Regions from separate parts of the Mus musculus genome. Here regions 2, 3 and 4 are each linked to region 1. A link is a contact called in public HiChIP or PLAC-seq, Micro-C and promoter capture Hi-C data. All regions are on one chromosome and are shown on one strand. The core of a region is the stretch at or near the end of the contact, and the rest is flanking DNA. Distances in the headings are between cores, read along the strand shown.

Evidence for each region. Promoter capture Hi-C pulls out the DNA fragments that hold promoters and counts their contacts. Hi-C and Micro-C count contacts between places; a contact is called where the count stands out from the background. HiChIP or PLAC-seq counts read pairs in DNA pulled down with a chosen protein or histone mark.
Region 2: a promoter capture Hi-C map of liver shows a contact between it and region 1, with 3 times the contacts expected there. The contact joins the promoter of BC028528 here to the promoter of Pias3 in region 1. A contact is called at or near these places in 4 of 39 promoter capture datasets (cranial neural crest, hippocampal neurons, liver and 1 more) and 1 of 115 datasets of contacts at active chromatin or transcription factors (pancreatic cancer cells).
Region 3: a contact with region 1 is called in a Micro-C map of embryonic stem cells, with 3 times the contacts expected there. The contact joins the promoter of Bcl9 here to the promoter of Pias3 in region 1. A contact is called at or near these places in 2 of 39 promoter capture datasets (the C10 cell line and liver) and 2 of 484 Hi-C or Micro-C datasets (both in embryonic stem cells).
Region 4: an HNF4G HiChIP or PLAC-seq map of pancreatic cancer cells shows a contact between it and region 1. The contact joins the promoter of Mtmr11 here to the promoter of Pias3 in region 1.

The regions. Positions count from the first base shown.
Region 1 is chr3:96,695,727-96,698,469 of GRCm38.p6, reverse strand. Pias3 (protein inhibitor of activated STAT 3) reads right to left here and starts at 1,394. Exons shown (of 14, transcript NM_001165949.1): 1 at 1,275-1,394. The coding sequence starts at 1,298.
Region 2 is chr3:95,890,491-95,893,522 of GRCm38.p6, reverse strand. BC028528 (cDNA sequence BC028528) reads left to right here and starts at 1,568. Exons shown (of 6, transcript NM_153513.4): 1 at 1,568-1,638. The coding sequence starts at 1,593.
Region 3 is chr3:97,225,851-97,228,738 of GRCm38.p6, reverse strand. It overlaps Bcl9 (B cell CLL/lymphoma 9), which reads left to right and starts at 1,375. Exons shown (of 10, transcript NM_029933.4): 1 at 1,375-1,521.
Region 4 is chr3:96,160,438-96,163,504 of GRCm38.p6, reverse strand. Mtmr11 (myotubularin related protein 11) reads right to left here and starts at 1,535. Exons shown (of 17, transcript NM_181409.3): 1 at 1,247-1,535; 2 at 786-876; 3 at 292-413; 4 at 1-37. The coding sequence starts at 1,312. Otud7b (OTU domain containing 7B) reads right to left here. Exons shown (of 12, transcript NM_001025614.1): 12 at 2,376-3,067.

The DNA of each region.
Region 1 (2,743 bases), core at 145-2,644:
AGAACCTTGGGGGAAGGGCAGCCCAGCCCCTGGGCTGGAAAGTTTAGGGTTGAGGCCTTAGAATGCCAGGTAGGGACTGAGGGATGCTGGGAGAACCTGGAGGCCAGGGCTGCTTTGAGATGTAAAATATGCACCTCAGCCCCCTTGTCCTGGGGTCTGAAACCAAACAGTCCAGAACTACCATCTTCCTTCTTTCTCTCATACATGGTATATTCATAGATAGCCACCAGGGTGGGAACCAAGGCAAACTTCTCAACAGAGACCCCAAGAGAATGAGAATGGGGTCTGTGAACCAAAGCACAGAAGTCAGCTCTTAAACGTGGATGGCCCAATGGCTAGAACTCAGGCTTACTCGGGACAAGGATGGGGCGAAGCCAGAAGATGGGGGAATGAAGGTCTAAGGTTCTGTAGGATATCTTCTGGTGTGGTTCCTTGGAGACTGTGTTGTGGTGGGGCAAGATCTCTCTCCTTCTAGGGCTCCCTTCTGTGAATGTCTAGAAGACCTAGTCACGGGTGGACCATTAGCTCTCCCAAGTTCTTTTCCTCCTGGTCTCCTTTTCAGGAATGTGATGAAAACCTTGTCCTTCTCTCTACCTTTCCATCCTTGGCTCCTCCTACTTGTTTTTATTTCTCCACTGGCTCAATAACTTTTTTTCTATCCAGTGGTTCACACTTCTCTACCTCTCCAACCACAGGACCTCATTAGGACAGTTCCTTACTCTAAGCCTCCAGGATGCTCCTGCCTCATCTCTTAAGGTACGCTCCTGTACAGCCCCGCCCCCTTACGTCTCAGCCCCCCTATCGGTACTGCCCAAGGCTCGGATGCCCACAGCAGCCCCAAGCCTAAGCTTCAGGTCCCCGGGAGCTTGATAACATCTGGTCCTCGGGTCCCATCCCTACGGCTCCCCCTCACTGTCACACCTCTTGGCCTGATGGACTCACCCCTACGCCTCTAGAGGAGCTTTCCCTCGCCCGCCTGTACCCTGCAACTACCTACTACTAAAAGCGGCTACGGCCCCGCGTCCCCGCCCCTTGTGCCTCGGCCCTCCGGGGCGACAATTCCCCCCTCCGCCCCACCCCTGCATCTGCCCTGCGGCCCCGCCCCCGGGGCGCCACCGCAGCCCCTTTTCGCGGCCGCTGCCCGCGCATCCCTGTAGCCAGTCCCTGCCACGTCGCCCGCACCCACCCCATCCCGCTGCGCCCAGCCTGGTCGCCTCCCCGCCTCAGCGGGCAGCCGAGCGAGTCCTGCTGGGGCTGGGGGAGGGGGCCGGTACCTTTAACTCGCCCAGCTCCGCCATCTTGAGACATCGCAGGCGCCCCAGCCCGAGCCGGAGCTCAGGCCCAGGGACCGGCGCAAACTCTCCGCCCCAGCGCCGGCCGCAAAGGCCGCCTGCTCCGCCCCGTCCGGCCCCCTACACCTCCCCTTCCCGGCCCCGCCCGCCGGGCTCCGGACCGCCGCCGGCCTCGCCCCTTCTCCTGCAGCCGGATGGCCGGGGCAAGTCTCCCGGCGGCGGGAGACACGGTGGCCCCGCAGGGAGTGTGCAGCCCGGGGATCTCGGGGCCCTGCGGGTAACGACGAGAAGGCGGACCCGAAGGGATGGGCTTTTAGGCAGCCAAGGATACTTGAAAGATGGAGGGAAAGTATCCGGAACTGCCGGAGCTCCGAGGGATGGGGGAGGGGCGGCGAAGTTGGAGCCCCTGTCCCCCGGAGATCTCCGCCGCAAGTTTAGTTAGCGAAATCCCAGAGTCCCGCCAACTCTGAAAGTGATGCTCTCCTGTCCTTTTTGGGGGAAGTTGGGGACTTGCGAACTGTTGGAGACGGCTGTTCCGAATTCTTCACCTCCCCCGAACACAGCAATTACAAGCTTAGGTCCTGCTAGCGCCATACGACTCAAGGCTTGACAGGCAACAAAGTTGGGTGCGGAAAGCAGGACTTACCCGCAGAGTTGCGGGGGTGAGCCCCGGTGCAGAAAGGGCTCGCGCAGCTCCGGCAGTCTGCTGCACGGCTGGAGTTCAGTCGGGCAGCTGGACGCTGCAGCCGCAGCACCGCCCGGGCCTGAGCTCCGCCCGGCCAAGCGTTGCTGCTGGGGCCGCCCCCTCCAGGGTAAGCCCGCCAGGACCTCGGAGAGGGGAGAGGGGCGGAGCCCAGGAGCCGGGCGGGAGTTATTAACTCCTCTGAGCGCTGAGGAGAGAAGAGATTCTGGGCATTCAAAGTTTGAGTAGTCCTTTGATCCCTTGCGGGAGGGAGTGTAGAGCCTGGACTGGGCTGGACTGGGACTATGTGCATTGGGACTCTGGTTGTTTAGAAAGGTTATAGGATGAGATCTCCATCTATCTGGGGGAAAACCTGGGCTACAAATGGAAAATAAGCAGCCCAATCCCTACAGATAACCCTCTATCTCCCAACCTCCAAATATGCTTTCAGTAACTAGGGATCCCACAGTTGGTGAACACAAGGAGATACAGGTACAGAAGACACACTTCTGCCCCTCTTTAAAGTGCCTACTTCCTCCTCCAAAGCTTTGGACCCTCCAAAGGGCCCTGTTTCAACCAAGTTGGTCACTTAACCTGACGATTTGAGTAGTTCATTTCTTTGTTTGTTTGTTTGTTTGTTTGTTTTTCGAGACAGGGTTTCTCTGTGTAGCCCTGGCTGTCCTGGAACTCACTCTGTAGACCAGGCTGGTCTCGAACTCAGAAATCCACCTATCTCTGCCTCCCGAGTGCTGGGATTAAAGGCATGAGC
Region 2 (3,032 bases), core at 319-2,818, 810 kb after region 1:
GGCTTAAAAGTTGGAACTCTTTGGGCAGCCTGGTATAGGAATTACGTCTTAAATGAAGCCTCCACTTGTATTCTGTAATGACAGAATGAGAAAAGCAGGAGGAGCCGGGAGAGAAATATTAGGAAAATGTTTGGAAGGAATCGTGGAGTCACAAAGCAACTAGAGCAATGGGACTGAGAGGAAATTACACCCATCCCCTCCACCCCCGCCCCACGCCGAGCTGCTTGGTTCCTTTGATGTCATACTTCCTTTATTTATAGTCTGGAAAATAAACTTGAGTGGTGTCTTTTCCTCAGGCTGGGGAGAGAGATTTCATATTATCAGGAATCATCATTTGTATGAGGACGGGTTGGTCCTTAGGAGTCTGCAGAACAGAGGAATCCTATGATGGGATCTGAGCATTTTGATCATATATGAGAAAAATCGTTTTTTGAGGGTACATACAAAGCAACAACAAACTACAGAAAAATTTAAAAGATTACCGGGCTTCCTGGAGGTTTTTGCAAAAAGTCACTAGGAGGGGAATCAGTGGAGGTGGGGGGGTGGGGGGGATGGGAGGGTAGGGGGGGTGGAGGGTTGGGGGGGTCTGGCGGTCACTAGACACATTGTTCCCCAAGGTTAGGAGGATGGGAACATCTTGGCCAGTGTTCAGGATTCCATGTGTGTTCAACAGGCTGAGTCTGGGCCACTCTTCTCTGTGAGCTGTTAGCAGCTGTGGGGAACAATCTGTGCATGATGAGCCCACAGCCACTTGCACGGTGTTCAAGGACTCATTTTAGATGCTTAGCAAGTATTTACTAGGTATGTGAGGCTTGTGGAGCTTTTCTTTTGTTCTAATAGCTATTTTTATGTGTGTGGGAGGGGGTTGTGTCATGTATATCTGTGCAACATGTATGTGCTCGGTGCTCTTGGAGGCCAGATGAGCACATCAGAACCCTCGGGACTGCGGCTACAGATGATTGTGATCCACCATGTGGTGCAAGGACATAGCCAGGGCTACCTGTGAGGGAGTGGAGAAGAGCAGGGGCTGGAGAAAGGGAAGGAGCCCAGGGAAAATAGACAAATGCAAGAACAATGGATATAGGGAGTACAGTTGTTATAGGAAGGATGCACAGCTGGCAGGGGAGGGGATGGGGAGGGGAGGGGATGCACAGCCGGCGGGGGCTGATAAACATGATAAAAAAGATCATGTTTCCCTCAGAGTGGAGAGCAACCCTGCACAGCAATGGTAACTTAAGGCCTGCAAGAAGGAAGGTGGATTTTGGGGAGCATTGAGAGGGAGGAAGCATAGGAGGGGAGAGGAGAGGGTGAACTTTGGTCCCAGCAGTGGGAGTCCTGAGCGGACCTAATCCAGGGCTAGGGGCTCTCCAGGAATAACAAGTTAGCATCCAACAAGGGGGTTAAGGGGGTTGGCTCTAGGTCCAGCAGCTATGTAAAGATCTACGGAGCGAGTAGGCGGAGAGTTCTGTCCCCTGGGAGAAGAATCACTCCAGTGCCCTCCCAGCTTCACAGCAGCAGGGGAGGCGGGGTAAGTGTGGTGGGAAACAGCAATTTCCTCTTTTAACTTACACAGTGATAGTGCAAAACCCAGAATGGATGTCCTCTTTATAGCCCTCCTTGTTGCACCACTCATCCTGGGTAAGTCTCCTTCTGACCCTGGCCTTTTGTGCCAGGTCTTTTGCTATAAATGGGATGAGAGAAAAGGAAACAGAGAGCAGTACGTCGGGCATTTCAGCGGGGAGCTGTACTGCTTTTCTCAGCTGTTGGAGTCCAGGGTTGGGGGCAGAGCAGGGATCTGGAAGGTGGAGCCAGGAAACCAAAGGCAAAGCAAAGCGAAGTCTTGTCAAATAAGACACAGGCCGGTGGAGGATGGGACTCTAAAGAGAGTTCCTTCGGCAAGACTGAACTCAGATTTCTGTTCCTGTCACCACAGAGCTGAGCAGGAGAGTGAGGAGCCATAAAGGAAAGAAGTGGGCGCTTGGAAGTCAAGGGAGCAACATCAGTGAGCGAAGCCAGAGGCTCTCCTTTCCACAAAGCACAAGGAAACAAACAAACCTCCTATTAGCAAAGACATAGGTGCGAGAGCCAAGCTGGATGGCACATGCCCAGCGCTTGAGACATAGAGGGGAAAGGGTCAGAAATTCAAGGTCATCCTTGACTACTTAGTGAGTTCCTGACTAGTCCCAGGTGAATAAGAAGCCCTCAGCTGGGTGTGGTGGCTCACGCCTTTAGTCCTAGCACTCTGGAGGCAGAGGCAGGCAGAGCTTTGAGTATGAGGCCATCCTGGTCTACAAATCCAGTTCCAGGACAGCCAGGACTATACAGAGAAAGCCCTGCCTCAAAAACAAATAAATAAATAACAAACAAACAATTACCCCTGTACCAAAAAACAAAACCAAGCTTGGTGTGGTGGCTCGCTCCTTTAATCCCAGCATTCCTGAGGCAGAAACAGAAAGGTCTCTGTGAATTCTAGGCTAGTTTGGTTTACTTGGTGGTTTCTACATTGGTTACAGATACATAGCAAACAATGTCTTTTAAAAAATAAAAGAAGCCTGGCATGGTGGCACACCCCTTTAATCCCGGCACTTGGGAGACAGAGGCAGGCGGATTTCTGAGTTCGAGGCCAGCCTGGTCTACAGAGTGATTCAAACAAAAAGAAAAAAAAAAGAAGAGAAAAGCCAGTATAGGTTGGCTTAGGCCAGTAGAAAACTGGCTGCCTTCAGGGACACGATCCCAAGAGTAGTTTGGCTCCTTCCCCTCTTTGTTCTCAGCCAGGTGTGTCACTGTTTTCCTTTCCTTTCAATCCTGTGTCCTTAGTTTGGGGTTGGAGGGATGTGTTTAGCAGAAGGCCTAGAATTCTGGATTCAGTAAGCAAAGCCACACAGTGTTAGTTTTGGAAGGGGAGAGACGCTACGATGGGTCATCTGGTCCAGCTGACTTATTTTTAAGGAAGGTGATACGAGCCCAGCTGTGGTGCTGCATGCCTTTAATGCCGGCATTTGGCAGGCAAAGGCAGAAGCAGGTTTCTGTGA
Region 3 (2,888 bases), core at 126-2,625, 530 kb before region 1:
ACAGAATCCACTTAACTGTTAGAAACGCTTTGGACCAGTGCACAGAGTTGCAGGAGAATCCTTAAGATCAACTCCGCAAAGTACAAACTCGAAGATTAGTAGGGTTTTGTGGGGAGGGCAGACAGTAACGATGGCTGGTCAAGGCAGTAACACGGCCCCACAAAATAAGGATAACAGGAATCTGAGCAAGGCGCATTAACCAAGATGTGAAAAAGTGCTACCTAATGAGCTAACATCTAACTTCACAGGGGTAGTGCTGAACGCGTCGCCCTCGAATTCTCAACATCAAAGCTCTTCCAAAAAATAAAATTAAGTGAGTGATACTGTGGTTGGGAGAAGACCTGGAGGCCGGGGCAGAAGGTGCTCTCTGGAAACCATAGGTAGTGCTGGCCAGGCAGGGCGGGGCGGGGCAGGGCCCGAGGTGAAGGAGACCTTGCTCTAGCCACAGCGCCAGCAGGACCCCAGAGAGTCTGTTCTGGGAAGAGGGAGAAGAGTGCAAGCCGAGGGGACCAGCTTTCCAGAGGGAAGAAAGCCCTCACGGGCAAAGGTAGAGTGGACACCTAGGGGCGGATGGGTGGGCTGGGGGAAGCAAGGCGGAATCGCAGTGGAGAGGTGCGAGGAGGTGGCATGAAGACTGAAGACTAGGCCCGACCCTGAACGGCGGGCGAGTGAAGGAAGATCGGTTCCTTCTGCAGCTCCCAGTTAGTTTCTGTCAAAGATGGCTAAATTCCACTCTGCCCTTCCCCCTCCCGCGCCTTTTCTAATCCCCTTCGGTGGCTCCAGTACTGCTGGAGGCCATGGGGAGTCTGGGTGAATGAGCGCCGGGAGGAGGGTGAGGAAGGAAGAGAACCTCCCCGCCGCACCACCCGCCCCGTGGGTCCTGCAGGAGGATCTTTTAGTTGAAAAAGAGGGTTCTGTGGCTTTAAACCGGGGAGTGGGCGTCACCGCGGGGGGACCCGGTGACTAGCCGGGGCGGGGTTGGATGGGAGGGGTCATGCAAAGCAGAAGGCGGTGCCGTCGGGGCGGGGCCGTGGGTGGGCGGGGCGCGGGCGGCTTCTCTTGAGCCAGGCGCGGGAGGGGGCGGAGGCCGCGGCGGGCTGGTACCATCGATCGCCTTCGGGGAGGGGGACGGGTGCCATTCCCCCGGAGGGGGCGGGCCCTGGCGGCGGCGGGGCCAGGGCCCCATTCCCCGCCGGGCGGGCCGGGGGAGGGGCGCGCCTCCGCTCGCGTCCGAGGCGGGGCCCGCGGTACCTTTCGTGGCACGGTGCGGCTGGGGGAGGGTCGAGGGGAGGGGGAAGGGGCGGGCCTGGGAGGGGGAGCCGGAAAGGGGGAGGCACCGGCGGACAATGGAGCCTATGTGTGCCTGCGGGAGTGGGACGGCGCCGCCGCCGCCGCTGCCGCCGCCGGGGGGAGACGCTGCGCTGCTGCTGCCGCTGGTCCGGGCCCCGGCCCCCCGGGGCTGAGAGCAGCCGGGGACCGCAGCTCCCGCCCGCGCTCGCCCCTCCCCCTCTCCGGCCCGGGGTAAGTGGCCCCGGGGAGGGGGAGGGGCGGGCCGGCGCGGCGGGGGCCGGGTCCGCGTGCGCGTGTGGCCGGGGGGCCTCCGGGGGTCGGGGCGCTGGCTTGGCGAGTTGAGTCTGGAGGAACCTGTTGGGGGAGGCGGGGGAGCCTCGGGAGCTATGGGAGAGACCGGGGCATCTCTCGGGGTTTTAGAGGTTGTGTCCCAAAGCTGTGCTTGGAGAGGTTACCTGAGGGGAGATGACCGTCTCGGGGTCTTGGGATGGAGGGGCGATGGAGAGGAAAGAGCGCGCGAAATTAGGAATTTCGGGTTGAGTTTGTAAGACCCGGGAGATGCGTAGAGGGGAGAAAGGGGACTCCGCAGGCCAGTGACTTGTTGAAGGGTTGGGGGAGGTGAAAGCCTAGAGGAATGTCTTGAGTTGTAAAGGGTTCCAGCAGGTGAGTTGGCGACGAATGAGTTAGGTCACTGAGTCATTGTGAGGGTCGTAGAACACACCAGTGGTTTTCAAATTGGAACCCTAGAGGCTGGCTGGCCTTTGAAAGTTGCAAAGACTATTAAGATGTCACTGGTAAGTGTTGGGTGAGCTTGGTGAAATGGAGTTATCCTAAGGAAAACAAGTCGCAGAGTTGGTGGTTAGTCCAGAGGGAAGGACCACGGCCTGTAGTAGTACTGCTGGGAACGTTATGTTAAAGCTGCCAAGGATGAGAAAGAAAGCTTGAAATCTGTCCCCCAAGAGCCTTAGTCTGCTGGAGGTAAGGAAGGGCGTTTTTTTAAATGTTAAAAGAGTTATTCTGAGGCCAAGATTGGAGTCAAAGTCATTAGGTAGGGTAGTGAAATGGATGCAAATATGCCTCTGTGGACATAATCCAAGGCAGGATGCAGTGGATACAGAGTTACACTTTAGTTAAAGCAAGAACAAGTCACCCCCTGACAGTGACGTCAGCGGCCATGTAAAAAGTCAATTTGATGGTGCATTTGTTAGCGTTTGATAAACTGTGGAATTAAATGGTTATTTTGGCGACAGAGACCTGGGCTCTTGTGTAGGGAACACAGTGATGAATTAGTTACAGGAGGTGAGGAGTAGGTAGTGAAATAGTCAAGATGTTGGGAGGTAAGACTTGTTTAGAACCTGTGACTTGGAGGCTTTTAAGTCTGGTTGGTTTGAAAGTTTTTGACTGGACACTAGTCACCAGGGAGTTTATCATGAAGAAGTGTTTGTGTGCAAATCTGATGGTCCTGGGGACCAGTAACAAAGTCTTCTCTCTTCTCTTGAAAAGGCCTATACTATTGACAGGGATGGACTAAGAAGAGGGTCTCTTAGTTCCGGTGTTGCAAACATGCTTTGAGGAATGTATGAGTGTGTATATGACAT
Region 4 (3,067 bases), core at 286-2,785, 540 kb after region 1:
TCAAGGCAAAATCATTTTCACTACTCAGAGGAGTATCCTAAAGGAAGCACAAGACTGATGCTACAGACATGACAGCCATCCCTGTCTTGCCTTGCTGCCTCCGCCCCTCCCCCGTAGAAGGCAGCTTCCATAGAAATAATTCTACCATTTACTGATACATTCACAAGAAAAACAGAGCATTGCTATGTAGCCTAGGTTAGCCTGGAACTCTCATGGTCTTCCATCTCAACGCCCCACCCCCCAACTGCTGGGACACCGCACCAAGCTTTTCTATTACACTAATCACCTCACCTGCTTTCGCTGCCATCCACAAGGCTGGAAGGTTACCCTAAAGTTAGTGCAGATCAGAGTTCCAGGCAGGTCTAGTCCTGGCCCTTTCCTTCGTCCTGGTGCCCATGCTAGGATATGCTCCCCTAAAAGGGAGAAAGAGAAGCAAAGGTCTAACTATCCCCAATGCTGCCCCACACTTCTATGTGGCTACTCGTCTATCCTTAGATGTAAAATTGAAGGAAAAGAATAGACTTTTTTTTTTAACTTCTAAAACCCTGCATAGAACGTGGCACATATACACTCACTGGTCTTTGGATAGTTAATAAGAAAAGTGGTAGCCGGGGTGAGAAAGCAGAATGAACAATGTCCAGGCCTTCCACAAGCTCTGAGGAAGGAGGCAGGAGAATGAGTCTCAGAAACACTTCGAGGAAAGGAATAGGGAGTATCTTTGGTGAAAACAAAAAAGGATGGGGTAGGAAGACTTTTAAAGGAATCTAGAGAGGTCATTTTATTACCTGGGAGACAACCAGAGGCCAGGCAGCTGCCAAGCTGATGACTGCTGGGCTCCGGCATCCTGTTCCCTGGGTTAGACTTCGGTCCAGAGAGCTGAGCAGGGGAGAGAGTTAATCTGGGACCCCCTAAACTCAGAATCTGGGATTTCTCCAGTAGCTGCCTTTGGAGACCCGCATTGAGTTCATTTGTTCGGGTTCTTCCCCCCCCCCCCCCCCCCCTTCTCTGCTCTGCTCTCCTCTCCTCTCAGGGAAATTGAGATCACTGACTGCGGCTGGCAGACAAGACAAGGAGGGGCTGGTTAATGGATAATGAGACAACTCGAGACTGAAAAAGGCAGACGAGCTCCATAACAGTTGATAAAACAGATACACCCTCCTCCTCTGAATCCTTTCCTTCCCCTTTAATTTCCACAGCATCCCATTCACACTCTCTTGTTAGCTACCCTCCCATTCCTTTTCCTTACCCCCATCTCTGGCTCCTCCTTCTGGGGGGCAATGTTGAAACTCTGGCCCCGGCCCCCCCACCACATTTCCCTGGCTCCATCCGGGAGTAGAGCAGCTAAGGGTGGGAGTCCTCAAAGATGCTGGCTCTTTTTGGGGAGAGGCTAAATCCTAGAGGTGGGGAGAAAGAGGCTGGGGAGGACGCAGCGGTAGCGGCATTTCGGATACCAGGAGCACAGTTCCAGGGGTCTTATTTGAAAGGTGTGTCCTGCCCAGACAGGGGAGGCTCTTTGGAAACTTCGGTGACTCTAAGAGAACAGGCAAGATGCCCAGCCCCTTAAAGGAGAATACGCAATTTTTTTTTTCAAAGTAGAAAGGAAATGGAGGAGCTTAAGAAAGATGGGAGGAATGGGGGAACTGGGGATACCCAGATTCCCTTAACCCACATCCACATTTTAGTCTCTTTCTGTTCGTGAATATTAGTGGGTGTGACGAGGGGAGCAGTAGTTAAATGAAAACATTTTGGGCTAGCTCTCTATACTTTTTCAATGAGAGATGAAACACTAGGAAACTCAGTTATTTTGGTTTCGTTTATTCATGGGTTTTGTGATTTTGTTCATTTTCAGCCTCCTCTGACAACCTAACGGGTTGAGAAGGGGACATAAAGGGAACTGAACCTTGTGTCCTTTTCTGGAGAGCGTGACAGGCCCAGGGGCAGAATGGAGTGGACGGAAATTGGTGTGTCTGGGATGCAGACACAGCACAGGTATTTTGGTGTGCAAATCTCGGCAGTGGGGCGGGAGCTAGAAAACCCAGAAAAAGATCGTGGTATATCTAAACCAGCCTTTGCGCCCGGCGAGCGCACCTCCCCACTCCCGCAGCCACCTATTCCTATGGAAAGCCCAGCCCCAGGTACATGACTCCGCCCCTCCAACCCAGTCACCAGATCTCCTAATGAATGATTCATGTTCTGGACTTTGAAAGCTAAGGACTGGAAAACTCTTTTCAGCTCCAGGATCACATTTCCCCCTCCTTCCCTGCTGAATTTAAAAAGCAAAGATGGGGCTGTAGGGCACTGAACAGAGATGCTAAGGAGGGCAGCTTGAGGGCAGCATGTTTCAACACGGAGAAGACAGGAAATGAAATACAAAATAGGTGTTAATGAGCTGCTGTTTTATTGTTTTTGAGTCTGTACAGAGGCAGCAATCCTTAGGTGGGGGCCGTGACATTCAACACTCCCTTCCCCACAGCACACATCCTTCCAGCCTCAGCTTCCAAAGTTCTCTTTGTTGGCTGCAACTGTGGAAATAGTGAACTAGCATGAGCAGAGACTGGAACAAACAGGTATGTACTTGCTAGCAAGCTGGTCTAGACGCCTGATTGTAGAAGTCCTAAAGACTGCTGGTCACCACCACCCCACCACACACCTCAATGCTTCTGGAATAAAGTATGTAGTAAGGAACAGCTTAGGAACAGGTGTGCCAAAATCCCATGACCTACTTTTCTTCTCCCCACCACTTTCCTCCGAAAGCCTCATTCTGTTCTTTAATATCTTGAGGTATGGGAACAGCAGAATATAGAGGGAATGGTCAGGACGGAGAGAAGTGATGTGATCATCGCCTAACCAGAAGCACAAAGGGGCTGCAGTTGAGGATTAGGTTAACAGGAAGACTCTCACCACCTGCAGCACAAATGCAGATAGATGTCCACTGGATGGAAAGGGGATAGAGAGGCAAGGAGCTGTGTCAGATTTTTCCATTTTCAGACCCTCGCTCTGGTTATAGGTTTGTGCCAGGAGCAAGGGCTGCTGGGAGGGGTAGCTGGAGGAGGAAGGTGGAGCTGAG